Regions from separate parts of the Mus musculus genome. Here region 1 is linked to region 2. The links are chromatin contacts, called in public HiChIP or PLAC-seq maps. All regions are on one chromosome and are shown on one strand. Each heading gives the region's core, a stretch centred on a gene start, on an enhancer-like site or on the middle of the called end of the contact. The rest is flanking DNA. Distances are from core to core; before and after follow the strand shown.

Evidence for each region. HiChIP or PLAC-seq counts read pairs in DNA pulled down with a chosen protein or histone mark.
Region 1: a contact with region 2 is called in an H3K4me3 HiChIP or PLAC-seq map of embryonic limb bud, with 4 times the contacts expected there. The contact joins the promoter of Zc3h18 here to the enhancer-like site in region 2. A contact is called at or near these places in 4 of 39 promoter capture datasets (the C10 cell line, hippocampal neurons and liver), 2 of 484 Hi-C or Micro-C datasets (the G1E-ER4 cell line and the HL-1 cell line), 3 of 115 datasets of contacts at active chromatin or transcription factors (embryonic limb bud, large pre-B cells and pancreatic cancer cells) and 1 of 9 other capture datasets (embryonic stem cells).

What each region holds. Positions count from the first base shown.
Region 1 is chr8:122,372,378-122,378,230 of GRCm38.p6, reverse strand. Zc3h18 (zinc finger CCCH-type containing 18) reads right to left here and starts at 1,615. Exons shown (of 18, transcript NM_001029994.1): 1 at 1,431-1,615. Gm39270 (adenomatous polyposis coli protein 2-like) reads left to right here and starts at 1,147. Exons shown (of 2, transcript XM_030243895.1): 1 at 1,147-1,870; 2 at 4,691-4,940. The coding sequence starts at 1,160. The coding sequence ends at 1,798.
Region 2 is chr8:122,154,820-122,160,519 of GRCm38.p6, reverse strand. It overlaps a transcript of Zfp469 not described here. Among named protein-coding and RNA genes, the nearest start is that of Gm39268, 7.7 kb to the right of the region's middle. Within about 2 kb of position 2,934, at least 27 of the 459 cell types and tissues checked have an H3K27ac peak or open chromatin away from gene starts, as enhancers often do. A contact at or near this core is called in the HL-1 cell line and embryonic limb bud, where this site is marked.

The sequences.
Region 1 (5,853 bases), core at 366-2,865, 220 kb before region 2:
TTGGTCACCACTGACTGGCCTACTACTGAGAAACGTGTTCCAAGTAGGTTTTGTTAAGGAGGCTCGATAACACACAAATACAACTTCTGGAAAACGACTTTTCCTTTGAACCAAGGTCTCACTTTGTAGCTTTGGCTGTCCTGGAACTCACTATGTAGACCAAGCTAGCTGGAACTAAGAGACCCCCTCGCTTCTGCTTCCCCCCAAGTTCTGGGATTAAGGTGTGGGCCACCATACTCAGCTGTGGGAGATGAAGTTTAGCAGAGCAGAGCCTATGTTGATGTCTAAGTTCTGTTATGCCTGGTTAAAAAAACTTATTCATAGCTCCATCCATGTATAGAGCAAGAATGTCAGGATGTTGAAAACACCACCCGCAAAGTGACTTAAGCTCTGCAAAAACTCTTCGGTAAGGAGATGGTCTCCTTGGGATGGTCTGCAGATGACAAGCTATCTCTTTGGAGATGAGCAAAGCAAACTTACCTGCTGAGTGTTCAGGAAGTAAATCCGAAGTGCTCTTAAAATGTTTGAGCATTCCCCATCTACGACTAGAGAGGAGTTTCAGCTTTGGGGACATATTGATTGGTTCCAGAACTGGCTGGCTTCAAACGTGTTCAGATCATTCGCATTCTCCTCTCAGGGGGCTGGGAAATGGGAACTAGCCTAGGGACAGAGAATCTCAACCTCTGCCTTGGGATAGGTAATGTGATGAAGAAGAAACAAATGCCTTCTTCTACTACCCTCAAATGGGTCTGAAGATTACTCTTGTTAATAAGTGCCAAGAAAAAGCTCATTTGAAACAGCTATTGTGCCCGGTAAACTCAGCTGTCAAAAGTATACGGGAAACTAAGTATCTAGTAGGGGCGAGACTATAGGTCTTAGTTTAATTTCCTTCTAGCACTACAATCGCCTGGCTACTTTACACTAAAGAAATGGCATCTCTAAGCTCACAGTCCAAGAGGCGAGGAGGTCACACTTCCTAAGCGACCCGGGACTCTTGGAGCACAGTGGGTCCGTCCAACCTGTGCTCGCTTGAAGTTGCGAGAGCAAGTTGCAGGAGGCTCCAGAGAGTTCAAAGTTCCCTGCAGAGCCCGTCGAGAGTCCAAGCGGGCCTCCTCCCGAGCCAACCTGCGCGATCCGCTCCCCTTTGTGGGCGGCGAACATGTGCCACGCCGAGTGGCCCGGAAGGGAAAATGACAGCTTCAGGAAAAGCAACTTCACCACGGCAGACCGCGGCGCGCCACGGCACCCGCCCGGACGTCCCAGGCCGCAGCGGGCTCGCGCCTGCCCGCTGTCCCGGCCCGCGCTTCGGCCCGCGGCTGCGCACAGCCGGGGGCGCGCCCGAGAGCTCGGGAGGCGGCGCCGGGCTCCGGGGCCTCGCTCCCGCCGCCGCTGGGGCGGCCTTCTCCCCGCCGCCCGCCGGCCCAGCTTACCTCAACGCGAAGACGGGAGGCGGCCACGGCTCCGCTGTGGTGGGGGCAGCGTGGACGAGACGTTCCTCAGCCTTTTCGCTCCTCACTGGCTCCGGCTTTGGGCACGACGCGGGCGGAACAAACGGGCTCCACTACCCGCGGGGGCCGGCCATTGTGCAACGTCATCAGGCCGCGACGGCCGTCTTGCGAACCGGCGGGCTTCCCTCGCTAGCCCCGCCCTCTTCCGCACTTCCTTCCGGCCTCCGCCGGCCTCGCCTCCGCGGCGCGCGCTCCCAAGGCTCTGCTACTGCGCAGGCTCACCGAGGTCGACCCCGCCCTCTAGCGGGCCTCCTGGCGGCGCGTGCGCAGTCGGTGGCTCTTCGTGGTAGTTGCTTGGGATGAGATCAGATGAGGAGCAGGCGGGATGCGTGCCGGAAAGGGAAAGCCCTTTGAGGCTCTTGGTGAGTGCGAGTGGACACTTCCAGGGTCTGAAAACTTAGCATTCGTTTCTTCAGGGCACGAACTTTCTGCCTTATTAAATATCAATATTTTGCCGGGCTGTATTTAATCCCAGCACTTGGGAGGCTGAGGCAGGCGGATTTCAGAATTCGAGGCCAGCTTGGTGTACAGAGTGAGTTCCAGGACATCCAGGGCTACACAGAAACCCTGTCTCGGAAAAAAAAAAATCAATACTTGACCAAAAGTGTTTTGGGGGCTGGAGTGTAGCTCTGAGGTTGAGACAGCACCTGCCAAGTATGTGCGAGGCCCTGGTACCCTCAAAAAAAAAAAAAAGATTTTGGAGTTGAAGGATTTAGATCCTCTTACCTGTTTCTGTGACGCTAAACATCTCTGGCATCGTTAAATTACCGTGACCCAGTGTAACCTCCCTGGGGAGGACTTAAACTGATTGGGTCATTTTTCAGTCCCCTCCTACTACCCAGATGGGGCTCAGCTGCTGGAGCCCGAAGTCCAACCCCCCCCCCCCCCCATGACCTGATAAAAGGTACGGAGATCATTAGGTACTGACCCCTTGCAAATTTTGAATCTGATCTTGGTCTTACTGGTTAGGGGCTGCCTGTCTTCCTCAAAGTGAAACCACCCGGATGCCCATAAACTGATATAAGGGGGGGGGGGAGTTCTGGTCTTACAGTCCTGCATTAATTGGGCCACAGAAAGGGATGAAGTTCAGACACATGCTACAAACACCGAGGACGCCTAGGAAGGCGCCAGTCATGACAAGTCGAATACTTTTGACTCCATAATGCGACTGAACTATGCCGCCCACCCTCCAAGTTACTTACATGTGAAGTCCTAGCACCAAGCTGGTATGGATTTCAAAGCAGAGCCTCTCCGTGAGGGTATAAAGGTGGGGTCTGGATCTCATAGATTGGTGTCCTTCAATAGATACCAAGGAGAGCTATTTGAGAGATCATGCTAGTGCTGGGATTAAAGGTGGCTGCCAATCAGGTCAGACAGAAGGTTCTCCCTCTCTCTCCCCCCTCTCTCCTATGTATGTGTGCATGTATATATGTATATCTCTTTTCATACACCACCACCACCACCATCTGAGGAGACAGTGAGAAAGCAGCCATCTGCAAGCCAGGATTAGGCCACGCTGGCCTCCCACCTCTGGAAGAAAATTAACACCAACTGCTCAAGCTACCCAGTGAAATGAGCCGAATCAAGCCAGATTAGATCTTATTCAAGCCAGGTTTACTGGGAAGCTGCTTGCCCGCGAGCTCACTGACCCCAAGGACTGAGGCCAGGGGAGTTGCCAGGTCTGCTTAGCTATGTAAAATATGCACCTTGGTCCCTTATAATGGGGTCTAAAACTAGACATTGTCCACCTGCATGCTACCATGCTCCCCTCCATGATGATGGACTGACTAATCTCTGAAACTGTGAGCCCCTAATTAAATGATTCCTTTTTATAAGGAGTGCCTTGGTTGTGGTGCTTTTTGACAGCAATAGAGCAGTAACTAAGAGACCAGACTTGAGTAGTTAGCATGGCAGTGCAAGCTGCATAATATTCAATTTATATAAAAATATAAAATAGGCGAGATGGCTCAGCGGGTAAAAGCTCTGACTGCTCTTCCAAAGGTCCTGAGTTCAAATCCCAGCAACCACATGGTGACCCACAACCACCCATAATGAGATTTGACGCCTTCTTTGGGTATGTCTGAAGACAGCTACAGTGTACTTATTTATAGTAAGCGAGCAGGGACTGAGAGAGCAGGGTTGACTGGAGTGAGCAGGGGTCCTAAGTTCAATTCCTCACAACCACATGAAGGCTCGCAACCACATACACACTCATTCTGTCAGTTCTGTGTCTCTGAGTCATACAGAGCTCTGAGATGGTCAGACAAACACTTCATAAGATGTTGGTGGCCACCGCAGAAATGCAATCAGTAGAGGCTGGGGAGATGAACTGGGGAACGAGTCGGCCTTCCAGATGGATTCTGAACTTCCCTCCTGTTCTCTATGCTCTCCATCCCTGGCTCTTGCCTGAGTTAATACCAAAGTCCCCTCTTCTCACTCTTGCTTCATTTAGAACCCAATTTCAGCAACTCCTGCAGTGGCTTCTTCAGCCACAAGATAAAAGCTACACTCCTGGTGCCCCGCCTCCTATGGCCTGGTGTCCCTGGCCCATTTCTCCCATACTCACATCCTCTTTCCTGTCCCCAGGTGTGCTGGATGGGATTTTCTTTTCTTCTCTCTCTCTCTCTCTCTCTCTCTCTCTCTCTCTCTCTCTTTCTTTCTTTCTTTCTTTCTTTCTTTCTTTCTTTCGTCAACTTGACATGAGCTAGAGTCACCTGAAAGGAAGGAACCTCAACTGAGAAAATGCTGCCCCCATAAGATCCAGCCATAGGGCATTTTGTAAATTAGTGATTGATGAGGGGAAAGCCCAGTCATTAGTGCATGGTGTTATCCCTGGGCTGGAGTTTCTGGGTCCTCTGAGAAAGCAGGCTGACTGAGCCATAGGGAGCAAGCCAGTGAGCAGCACCCCTCCATAGCCTCTGCCCTGCTTGAGTTCCTGTCCCGACTTCCTTCGATGGTGCTGATAATGACGATGACGATGAAGAACAGTGCTGTGGGAGTGTAAACCAAATAAACCCTTTCCTCACCCAACTAGCTTTGGTCATGGTGCTTCATTGCAGCAATAAAAAACCCTAACTAAAGACACCAGCTCTTCGCATGGGCCTCTCAAACTACCTGAAACCCCTCTGTCTGATTCACATTTATTCACGCCTGGGTCTTACCATGGATGGAATTCTTTTCAGCCACCCTCCAGATGTACTGGGGAGAGGTGCCACCTGTGTGTACTACTCAGCCCTGCCAATCAAGGCATGCCCCCGGCAGAGTGTTCTACACCAGAAATCCCTGCAGTCTCCATTCAACAGACCCAGGTGATTCTGATATTCCAAGTATGTGAGATTGGTGGGTGACCTTGGGATCCAGGAGACATGGACAAGAGGAGACACCAAAAAATATATATATATGGCTGGCGAGATGGCTCAGCAGGTAAGAGCACCCGACTGCTCTTCCGAAGGTCCTGAGTCAAATCCCAGCAACCACATGGTGGCTCACAACCACTTGTAATGAGATCTGACGCCCTCTTCTGGTGTGTCTGAAGTCAGCTACAGTGTACTTATCTATAATAATAAATAAATCTTTGGGCCGGAGCGAGCAGGGACTGAGGGAGCAGAATTGTCCGTAGTGAGCAGAGGTCCTAAAAACTCAATTCCCAACAACCACATGAAGGTTCACAACCATCTGTACAGCTACAGTATACTCACATACATAAAATAAATAAATAAATCTTTTTTAAAAATACAGGGAAAAGTTGTGGAAATGGCCCAAATATTTATCAGAAGATATTTCAATATTGTAACTAATACTACACACTAACAATGTTGCAATTGTTAAAAATTACATAAATCTGGAATATATAAAGATACTATTTGGAAGCAGGGGTGAAACTCTATAAATTATATTGAAAACGTCAAATGGCAGAAGAAACACAGAGGATCATTGTTTTTGCTGTGTCAAAAATAGCATCACAAAAGCAACCTGGGGAGGAAAGGGTCGATTTCAGCTTACAGTTTATATATAGTCTAGTTGCCTGGCAGGATGGGTGATGGTGTAGCTAGCACCGAGGAGGCAGAGGCAAGCAGATCTGAGTTTGAGACCAGTCTGGTCTACAGAGTGAGTCAGGACGGCCAGGGCTACACAGAGAAACCCTGTCGTGAAAAGCAAAAGAAACACAGCAACAACAACAGCACAGTTTATAGTCCTGCATGGAGGGAAGTCAGGGCTGAAACACACTGGGAGGAATGCTGGTTATTGGCTGCCTCCTTGCAGTCTTGAAGACTACCTCTGCTCAGGGGTGGCACCGGCCACATTGATATGAGCCCTGCCATCCAAGTCATTAATTGAAAACACC
Region 2 (5,700 bases), core at 1,685-4,184:
CCTTGCCCTCCCTGCCTTCTGGTCCTTTGTTTGGGTTCTCTGCCCTTTGCCTGCAACTTCTTCAGCCTTCTCTCCATGCGACCAGATGTAGAAAGAAGCCAGTCCCTGCCAGGACACTTCCCTCCCCACCAGGGTCCTGGGAGTCATTTGGGGAAGTGAAGAAGTAAAGACTCATGACACATGTCTTTATTTGTATATGGCGTAAGGGTGAACTGATTTGGAGACCAGAGTTCCAGGCTCCAGCCCCACCAGCCGACTGGCATGTCTGTCAGTGCCTCTCCACGGCCCTCTAGAAGGGAGGAAAGAGACTGTGCCTTCTTCAGCCTTGTCGAGATATAGGACACAATCCCTGGACCTTAAAGCTTCCAGTGTTGCCTCCTGTCTTAGTCAGGGTTTCTATTCCTGCACAAACATCATGACCAAGAAGCAAGTTGGGGAGGAAAGGGTTTATTTGGCTTACACTTCCATACTGCTGTTCATCACCAAGGAAGTCAGGACTGAAACTCAAGCAGGTCAGAAAGCAGGAGCCGATGCAGAGGCCATGGAGGGATGTTCTTTACTGGCTTGCCTCCCCTGGCTTGCTCAGCCTGCTCTCTTATAGAACCCAAGACTACCAGCCCAGAGATGGTCCCACCCACAAGGGGCCTTTCCCCCTTGATCACTAATTGAGAAAATGCCTTAGAGTTGGATCTCATGGAGGCATTTCCTCAACTGAAGCTCCTTTCTCTGTGATAACCCCAGCTGTGTCAAGTTGACACAAAACTAGCCAGTACAATTGACCCCTTGTCAACTTGACACACAAACACATCACTAGTAAGCCTCAACCCTTACATTCTTATTCATCCCCAAGATCTAAATAACTTTAAAAGTCCCACAGTCTTTACATATTCTTAAAATTTCAATCTCTTTAAAATATTCATCTCTTTTAAAATCCAAAGTCTTTTTACAATTAAAAGTCTCTTAACCGTGGGCTCCACTAAAACAGTTTCTTCCTTCAAGAGGGAAAATATCAGGGCACAGCCACAATCAAAAGCAAAAGTCAATCTCCAACCGTCCAATGTCTGGGATCCAACTTACAATCTTCTGGGCTCCTCCAAGGGCTTGGGTCACTTCTCCAGCCAGGCCCTTTGTAGCACACGCTTCATCCTCTAGGCTCCAGATGCCTGTACTCCACTGCTGCTGCTGCTCTTGGTGGTCATCTCATGGTACTGGCATCTCCAAAACACTGCATGACCCCTTCAGTCCTGGGCCATCAATTGCAACTGAGGCTGCACTTTCACCAATGGCCTTCCATGGCCTCTCACAGTGCCAAGCCTCAGCTGCTCTGCTCAACTCCTTCATGCCTTCAAAACCAGTACCACCTGGGTGACCCTTACACATTACCAAGTCCAGCCACAGCACAAGGTACAACTTTGGCTATATCTGGAACACAGCCACTGTGCTCTCAGAAAACACTTCCCAGAAGATGTCACCTCAATGATGCTGGTCTCTTCTTAATCACCGCTAATTTCTTAGCTCCAGCTAACCAGCATCAATAGTCCCAGTAATGCAAAGTTTTTGCTTTGGTAGTTCTGGTATCTTGTTAATCACAGCTGATTCTTCAGCCCCAGCTAACCAGAACTACAGAATCTTCACATTCAAAACAGCAATGGCCCTGAAAAGAGTCTTTAATTTTCCCTCTGAAATTTCACAAACCAGACCTCCATCTTCTGCAGTGTTCTCAACATTATCTTCCAAGCTCCTACACAACATCCGACAGAGCTCTTAACAACGGATGGATCTTCAAGCCCAAAGTTCCAAAGTCCTTCCACAGTCTTCCCCAAAACATGGTCAGGTTGTCACAGGAATACCCCACTCTGCTGGTACCAATTTGTCTTAGTCAGGGTTTCTATTCCTGCACAAACATCATGACCAAGAAGCAAGTTGGGGAGGAAAGGGTTTATTTGGCTTACACTTCCATACTGCTGTTCATCACCAAGGAAGTCAGGACTGAAACTCAAGCAGGTCAGAAAGCAGGAGCCGATGCAGAGGCCATGGAGGGATGTTCTTTACTGGCTTGCCTCCCCTGGCTTGCTCAGCCTGCTCTCTTATAGAACCCAAGACTACCAGCCCAGAGATGGTCCCACCCACAAGGGGCCTTTCCCCCTTGATCACTAATTGAGAAAATGCCTTAGAGTTGGATCTCATGGAGGCATTTCCTCAACTGAAGCTCCTTTCTCTGTGATAACCCCAGCTGTGTCAAGTTGACACAAAACTAGCCAGTACACCTCCCTTCCCCATCAGTGCACCCCAGGAACACCAAAGGCCACAGTAACCCAGACTGGGAGACTGTCAGGCAAACCAATTCCTCATGCCTTCGCAGTTCCCACTGGTTAATGGAACCAACTCCAGTGTCCCTAAAGACACATTTTCCTCCCTGTCACAGAGATTCTGTACATTTACGTGGACCAGGCTGGTGGCTGGGGGTCCTGTGCACTCAGCAGCATGCACACCAAGTCTGGTTTATCCCCTCCAGGTGCTGCTGGCCGCCCCCGCCCCACATCTCAGTGTGAACTGCCCGGACTGTCAGCGGAACATAAAAACAGATGCTGCTAGAGCCAAGCTCACGCGGCCTCCCGTCTCATCTGCCCTCCAATTAATAGTTTCCAGGTCGCCGTGGCCCATGGGAACATCTGTGTTCCATCTCTTCAGCCCACAGATGTGGACTCTCTGGAGACTGCATCTCAGGAACACTTTAAAGAGAATGTGTCCCCCCCACCCTCCCCACACACACACCCAATCCTAGTCTTCTGGCGCGATAGTGTGTGTGCTCACACTTGTAGCATAGCTTGGCTGTGCTGCCCCTGGAGCAACTTCCGGCATCAGTCTGCGGACCACATGGGGCCCATGAAGAGATTCTCAGGAGCCACACTGTGATGAGTGAGGCCTGAAGTTCATGTGGTGAGTCACATACTAAGCCTCCGAGAGGAAGCTGCCCCTGGGAAGAGCAGATCTAAACAGAGCTGAGCTGTTTGATTTTTATTTTAAACTGAGCGTAGCGGTACATGCTTTTCTTCCCAGTACTCAGGAGGCAGAAGCAGGGTGATCTCCATGAGTTCAAGGCCAGCCAGAGCTACATAGTGAGATCCTGTGCCAACCTTACCTTCCCCTAAGTATAGGAGATACAAGGCAAGACGAGCCTTGCCCAGCCATGAGTCTGGCTCCAACAGCAGAGTGAGCTGCTCGTGTGTTTAATGTGCAGCTTCCTTCATTTAACACGTTTTTATTTATTTTTATGAGAGTCATCCTTTTTAAAATTTTAAGTGTGGGAAAATATTCATAAGGTTTCCTACTTTTAAAGCAAGTTAGTGGTGCACGCAGTCTTCACCATGGTCCACACAGAACTCTTCCCATCTCCCCAATGGAGGCTCGGCTACACTAAATGCCCCTGGCACTCCCCAGCCTCAGCTCTTCTGTGTCTGTGTGTGTATGCATGTGTGCATGTGTGTGTCTGTGCATGTGTGTGTTCATGTGTGTGTACATGTGTGAATGTGTGTATGTATGCATGTATACATGAGTGTGTGAATGTGTGTGTTCATGTGTGCATGTGTGTGTATGCATGCATACATGTGTATGTGTCTGTGCATGCATATGTGTGTTCGTGTGTGCAAGTATGTGTGCATGTTCATGTGTGCATGTATGCATATGTGTGAGCATGTGTGTGTGTGCACTGAAGCAGATTCACAGTGTTGTGTTCATTCTCCTCCCCGTGCCCTGTGCACGTGTAAACCAGAGATTGACATTAGGTGTCATCTCCCCAGACCCTAGGGTGTTATGACTGGTTACTACTTCTCTTAGCACAATCCTCAAATCTCTTCTGTTGTTCCACGGAGTTGAAGCATCTTTCCCTTTAAAGGTTAATGTTTCATGCTATGAGAGGATCACATTTTGTTCATCTGGAGAGAGACCTGGGCTTTTGTGGTTTTAGCTATTATGAGCACTAAAGCCTTCAGCACTTGGGTTTCATCCAGCAATGGACTTGCTGGTCTATAATAGTATCTGTTTCCTTGAGCGGCATCTGAGCTGTCTTCTGTCATGGCTGGCTACTATGCATTCCCACGGCAGTGTGCCTGATCCCTGTCTTCCGGATCTATCTCAGGTTAGCACAGTTGGCGCATGTCCTTACTGAGCAGACAGCCATTCTACAGACCCTTTCAGCCTCCATGTTCAAAGATATGGTGTTCCCTGGGCTTTGCACTGGTGCTGGTCAGGCTGAGTGTCCTTCCTGTGAGTCACCCCACGGCCTCCCTGGGGAGGATGCGCTGTAGCTACATCTTCCCATGCTCCTCTCTTCTCTGTTAGGACAGCAGTCGTGAGAGCTTGAAGAATGGCATGAGCGTGATCCCTGGACATCATGGGCATGCTCCCTGGGCATCGTGGGCGTGTTCCCTGGACATCACGGGCATGCTCCCTGGACATCGTGGGCATGTTCCCTGGACATCATGGGCATGCTCCCTGGACATCATGGGCATGCTCCCTGGACATCATGGGCGTGTTCCCTGGACATCATGGGCATGTTCCCTGGACATCATGGGCATGCTTCCTGGGAAGGCAGCCTGGCCAAGACACCAGTAGTAGCTCAACGAACCCCCAACAACCCTGCAAACAGCTTCTGTGTTCTGTCTGTCTGTCTGTCTGTCTGTCTGCCTGTCTCTCTCTCTCTCTCTCTCTCTCTCTCTCTCTCACTCAATATATAAAAACCTGTGGACTCAGAGAGCAAGTAAGCTGACATTTCACCCTGACTCAGCAGCCAATCTGGAGGAAGGGATCCAGCCCACTGTGGCCCTCACATCCCTGCACTGAAAATAAGAATAAATAGATGGATGCATGAGTGAGCGAGCGATCAACAAGCAAAGGCTCCGCTGGAAACCCAGAAGGCAGTCCTGGCAGCTGCCCTCAAAGAGGGCTGCTGGATACTTCATAGATACTTCTCAGGGCCAGGCTTCTCTCCCTGGAGACAGCAGAGGCCGGAAGGTCAAACCCGAGTGCAGAGCAAGGCGCTGTGGAAAATGGCCGAGGAATCCCCCACCCCCAGGCCCACACAATTATTTCAGCTGCTTGGAATCTGGACAAGGCCTGAGGAAAGTGTCGGGGTGAGCGTCTGGTTTCTATGCTGTGGTCACAGGGGCCACCTAGAAAGGCTAAGGAGCTCACCATGTGAATGAAGCAGGACACTTCCTGAAAGGCAGGCTCCACCCAGCCCTGACACTCACAGGCTCAGCCCCCAGGCAACAGAACTCGTAGGAAGATGCTGTGCTCACCGAGAGCTGTTGATACAGCAACACCCCTCTCTCCATCTTTGCTCTCAGTGATGAAGAAGGGGTGCTGGGGTGGAGAGGCTGCAGATTGGGGTGCTAGGCCAAAAGTGGGTGAGGAACAAAGCCCTAGTTGTTCCCCCTCCGCATCTCCACTGGACCTGACATCTGGCTATAGCCTGTTTCCCTCTAAGGAAGGGAAAGAGCCCTTGTCAAGCCTCACCCTCCATGCCTACACTGAGCACCGAGCCTTGGCTTCCTCCAGTCCACATGTCTGTGCGTGCGACCGGTGCTCGTTGTCCTAGGAGTTTCTGGAGACGCCATGACTGTGGCAAGTCTTATAAAGGAACACATTTAATTGGGGCTGGCTTACAGTTAAGAGGTTCAGTGCATTGTCAGCATGGCA